2 separate regions of the Capsicum annuum genome follow, and region 2 is linked to region 1. The links are chromatin contacts, called in public Hi-C maps. All regions are on one chromosome and are shown on one strand. The core of a region is the stretch at or near the end of the contact, and the rest is flanking DNA. Distances in the headings are between cores, read along the strand shown.

Region 1 (2,927 bases), core at 220-2,719:
TGTTCTCATGTTGTGGACTTCTAGTACTTGGGGGTGTGATTCTGTGTTATGGGCCAACAATGTGGGGTGATGTTCATAGATTCTGGGCCAGGTGTAAGCTGTTAGTCTCGTATGAACTGAATTTTGGAATAACCTTTGAGCTGTAACTAGTGGCACAAGCAGGATTTTGTGCTAGAGGCAAGATAATTCATTTTTTTAAATGCATCCTTTGGTTTTGTGAGACTAGATAGTGTCTTCTCATCTGTGTCCAACCCTTGATGGGCAGAGATACCTGGTATTTGTGTTGACAGTTGGTCGTAGGTGCCCATAAAAAGTTGGTTGAGGTGCGTGAAAACTGTTGTGGGCCCATCATAGAAAAAAAGACCCGGTACTCTTTCCGCCTAAATTACTACAAAGCAGGTGGTAGGTACAATGAATGAGCTATCATCTTTCTTCTTTTGGTGACCAGAGAAAGAAAAGGGGATGAATCAACTCTCTTTTAAGTGAGAAAATCTCAACAAATGATTAGCAGCAGTTTTTTAGGCTAAGGGGAAGAGACATATTACCTTCTTTAATGCCACTTTAACTCAATCTGATGTAATTCCGGACGTCCTGCCCAACTAGTCACTTGCCTCTTTTGCTTTTCAAATGAGGTTGGTGGCTTGCTTTCCTATACATTCCACACATACCCCTGGGGCTTTTTTTTTCCCCCCTGTATCTTTGTCATTTTCCCCATCTTTTTAAAAGGAGTTAAAAGGTCTTTCATCATGGAAATCTTAGCTCCCAAATCTCAGTAAATATAAGCAAGCAGTATGAAGTTGCAAAATCTTCTTTTAAGGGTTATTGGTTTTCGTATATTTTGTAATCAAATGACCAAAGTAATGAACCAGATATTGAAACTAGCATATTGGAAGATCAGTAATTCAGTATTGCCAAGATAACTATAGACAGACGACTATGATGTTATAAGCTTCTTCCTCTCGACTAAATTTGTAATGTCCTTGGCAAATTTATTTTTTGTTGGTTTCCTTGATCAAACTAGAATCACTGAGGACATAAAGCTAACCTTTCTTTCCCTTTTTCCTTTTCTATTTGGAAAAAAAAAAAAAAAATAGCTCAACGAAATATAGTTTTTGATATTGCTGGCTAACCGGGATGACATGAATTTAATCTCACGTATCAATAATTGAAGAATAAATTCGCTAGAAAAGTAGGGCACGAGATAAGACTATTATAAAAAGATATTGGTATAAAGAATAAAATATGATCAACAATATATATAACAACTAAAACAAACGTAATATTTACACTGACAATACATTACCATGGGTAAGTTTTTGAACAAATTTACAGTTTTTGTAAAACTTTATTCAAACACCACCATACATACTCCATACAATGAATTCTCAGTGATTCTATCATAAAAGATGAAAGTGATAAATGGAGAGAGAAGATAAAGGGGGACCCTAACCGACCAATAACCACATTATATTCCACGTTTTCTGTCGGCTTTAGTCGTCTAGTGTATGTCGTCAACATGAGTAAAAATAATATCCAGAGTGTAAAGTTCTTTTCTCTTCTAGAATTTCGATTACTACTAAAAGAGAAATATACTTACGAATATTGATCCACAATCAATGAGTCTTCCTATCTATAATATTTCCATTTCAAGCACTTAATTTCAATCTTAATTAACAACCAAGAATACCCAAAACTCTTTAAGAATGGGAGGGGTAACTTCATCAATGGCAGCCAAGTTTGCATTTTTCCCACCAAATCCACCTTCATACAAGCTTATTAAAGATGATCTGACCGGTCTTTTGCTGCTTAGCCCTTATCCTCATCGTGAAAATGTTGAAGTACTTAAGTTGCCAACTCGTAAAGGTACTGAGATTGTTGCTATGCACGTTAGGCATCCTATGGCTGCCTCAACTCTATTGTATTCACATGGAAATGCGGCAGATTTGGGTCAGATGTATGAGCTTTTCATTGAATTGAGCATCCACTTGCGGGTTAATATCTTAGGGTACTTTACTCTCTCTTTCTCTTTTCTTTATCTCTTTGAAAAGTCTTGAGTGCGAGAAAGCTGGCATATACAACTTGATTATAGAAATAAAAGGAACTTGATTTTTAGCAAGTTAGGGACTTGTATGCTAGTTTTAGGGATCATATTTTAGTGTTACAAAAGAACCTCTAGTTTTAGATATCTTAATTTGCTTAAAAGACTAACTTTTTTTTTAGTATTGGAATGGAATTGGGTACAAGTAGAGCTGGGTGGAGTGGATGATTTATATAGCCGATGCGGATTCCTGAATGGTTTAATTTGGGATTGAGGTGTAGTAGTAATATTGGTTATTCTACACGTTTGCTAACCAACAACATACCCGGTGTAATCCCACAAAGTGGGGCTGAAGCTTCTAGTAGTTTCTAAATTTTTAGTTTTGGGTCAGCCTGGGAGACTGGCCGCTTTCCTTTTTTTTTTTTTTTTTTCATTGAGTAGATGGAAGCAAGAGCTTTAACACTTTAGATTCTGATATTGGGATTGCTTTTATTTCCTAATCACGATTACCAATCCTGGTATTGCTTTGAGAGTACTTTCAAATATATAGGATATATAGAATTTGCGAATTTGTTGTTCTGTCGTGGCCTGTTGCTGTTTAATGCCTCGTGGCAACAGGATTAGCTGATAGTAGACAGTATATGAAATTGAATCTTCAACTTCCAAGGATATAATCAGATTATGAAAACAAGAGTCGACACTCATTTTACGTTACCTCTTTCCATCACTCGCCTAGAGGTACCACTAGCATCTAAGTAGCTCCTACGTTGGAAGTTACTGGATTATAATCCTCAAATCCTAAATCATCGTTAACCCTAGATTTTCCAACTTTTATCAACTGTTACCGATGTGGTTGATGGTAAAATAGACGGTTAAAGTCAGCTTCAAG
Region 2 (2,927 bases), core at 122-2,621, 130 kb after region 1:
GGAGTGAAATTGTTTTCTTTATTGTAATTGACATGACGAGAAATGTTGTGCCTAGCTGGTGAAGGTGGAATTTTAGACTTTATAGAGTGAACTGATGATTTGAATGAAGAAAAAGCTGATCTTTTCTTGCTCGTCGCAGATGTAACATCATCATCTTGCTTAGAGCTGGAACTCTGCTGAATCAAGGAAGAAAATCAGTCTCCATACACTAGCATATTAGTTTAGATCAATCAATCAGTTAATCAAACCATCAATTAATCAACTTCTTAATCTCATTTGCAAGGGTAACTATTGGGTAACGCCCAAATCCTGCCATTGTGAGTTCAAGTGATGGGCAGGCGTGGCCAGGGGCGGAGTCATGGTCGAACATGGTGCTAGGCCTAGCTGATGAGTTTGGTAAAGAAGTAAAGCTGCATGTCATTTCTATCAGCTATGACGTCTAGCACGATGATAAGCGCTTGATCCTAGCAGTAACAATGACATCTACTATATCTAGAGTAGAAATTCAAGTAAAAACCACAGGTGTGAGTAGAACATGTTTACCTTCAGCAAAGGTTTCTCTGTATGAGATGTTTCACTAGGCTCTGATCCTGAAATTGTTTCTTTGGATTCTATCTCCAAAGCTACACGAGTTAAAGGAGCGGCATTTTCTTTCTCCTTCACATCAGCAAATCCTTCCAAGGAACTATTGACATTGGAATCTACTGCTAGGGTATTGGCACCTTCTTGGGTATTTTCTTGTTCAAGCAAAGCTGCAGCCTTTTGGGCAGCTATTTTCTTGTAATGAGCTTCAAAGAAAGCTTTTTTCTGGGCAACAGAACCTGGCTGTGCATACCTCTCTGCTTCCTCAACATAACGCTTGTGGGGGAATGTGGACCATTTCTCCCATGCCAATGACTCCGAAGTAAATCTCCCAAGAGAAATTGACTCACCTAGAGCACGCATGCGATGGCCCTGAATTTACAACGAGAAAAAATAAAATAAAACAAGGAAGTAGAAGGAGACACAGAGATGAGATTGTTCTTCAGAAGATTACATAGTATATACAATGTTATACTCTTTTTACGTACAGTCTGGTTACTTCTTCATGTGTTTACTTATTTTATATTTTGTTTTCTCTAGTGAAACAAAGTCATAATAGTATGTAGTACCTGTTTAGCTTCATTGGGTGGTAAGGCAGAAGTGTAAGAGAAGGCATGCATAAGACGAGCTGAATCTCCCATTACAGGACAAGCAACAAAACAAACTAGGGAACTGGAACAGTAAAAGAATGTTTCAAGAAAAATTTACTACGATTATTGTTCTGTTGTTGTTTCCCTTAAAAGTCTTAGCATGTCATAAATCATTTTCTCTCACATGCCCCTTTTCTGTTATATGGATCTTGCCGTTTTAAATTTGAAATTCAAATGAAAAAAAAGTGTAAAAGAGAAACTTTGTTTAAAGGTGTAGGCCCCCCTGCTAGCTGAGGCAAAAAAGGAAAAAGGAAATTCTACTTGCTTGACTAATACAGAAAGCTTAGGTCTTTTTCAGTTGAAGGTGGGGCCTTGTATCATATACTTCAAAGTTTCGATTGTTTCGGAAAATGGCATGTGGCAGATGATTTTCTGATTATGTTGAATGACGAATGTTACATTGTAACGAATGGAGTATTTTGTTTCATTTGTAAATAATCCAAATATAGTATGAGCAACAAATCTACAGTGACGTTTGGAGAAGAAAATAGTTTTGATTTTGTATGTTTTCTGTCAGCGTTTAGGTAAATTTTAATCATCATATTAGAGGATGGCGCCTCTATGTGAGACTTGTATTGCAGAGCAATAAGAGGAAAACACACTGCTAAGGAAACGGAGAATGTTGTTTTCCAGCATATTCTTGCAAGTGATTGGACATGGGATCACTGTTTGTGTTTCTCATCATTAGTTTTTTTTTTCCCAAGATGTGCTTATTTTACATAAGACTGCTATCTGTAAAATTGACAGGAGAAATTTCATGTGTTTGCAACAACAAATGCAACTGGTTGAACCACCTGTTGTTATTATGTCATTTTTCAAGTGAAAAACTGGAGTAGCAGCTTAGCATAGGAAACCATTTAAAACTTACCAAGAGTGAAAGCGCCATATCAAATAGATGGACCCAAGCAAATACCATTATTAGCAAATAGTACAGTTAATACTATTTTTTCACATGCTCACAACATGCTACTGCTGTACTTCAGAAAATCTACAGTGCAGTGACAATGTTAGACACGAATAACTTCTGTGCGCCAAAAATAAAAAAGTAACAATGATTTAAGGAAGAAAGCATATGGCAAGTTGTACTACTTTGCTTTGAATTAAGAAAATATTGGCTGTTACAGTTGCTGGATATGGGGGTCTCAGAGAGAATTTGTCTTCAATAAGTGAAAAAGAGGCTAGAATGAATGAGAATACCAGTCATCAAACATGTTTTCGAATCTTCTTTGGAAACAAAATAAATGACCCAAGAGAGAATTAGTATCTTCCATTCATGTTCATTGTTTTTGCTCTATCGTTCCTTCAAGCTTGTCTTCATAACATCTAATGCCTATCCTCAACGGGGCCATCACAAGACCATGTCCATTCGTATCTTGTGCTGTTTCATCAGTTCAGAGTTGCATAACCTGCCCATTTGCATCTCATGAATCAGAATGTCTGTAGTTCTCTTTCCCTTGTAATCCGTGCTCCTCTTTTTCAGTCCTTCATTGCCTCATTGCGATGACTACAGTAACAACAAACAAACCAGGGGTCTAGAAGGGTAGAGTGTAGACAACCAGTACCACTGCCTCAGAGGTGAGGTAGAGAGCTTGTTCCTAATAGACCCTCATCTCAAGACAAAATACACTGCAAAAAAAGATGTGATAGAGGGAAAATAAGGAGTAACACAGCAACAAACAGTAACCGAACAATACT

The links. A called contact is a pair of places that touch in the nucleus more often than the background predicts.
Region 2: a Hi-C map of leaf shows a contact between it and region 1, with 3 times the contacts expected there. The contact joins the promoter of LOC107858831 here to the promoter of LOC107858829 in region 1. A contact is called at or near these places in 3 of 5 Hi-C or Micro-C datasets (bud, leaf and placenta).

What each region holds. Positions count from the first base shown.
Region 1 is chr2:101,697,586-101,700,512 of UCD10Xv1.1, forward strand. LOC107858829 (alpha/beta hydrolase domain-containing protein 17B) reads left to right here and starts at 1,470. Exons shown (of 5, transcript XM_016703621.2): 1 at 1,470-2,005. The coding sequence starts at 1,704.
Region 2 is chr2:101,828,462-101,831,388 of UCD10Xv1.1, forward strand. LOC107858831 (protein WVD2-like 7) reads right to left here and starts at 1,372. Exons shown (of 9, transcript XM_016703623.2): 1 at 1,152-1,372; 2 at 544-954; 3 at 1-176. The coding sequence starts at 1,223.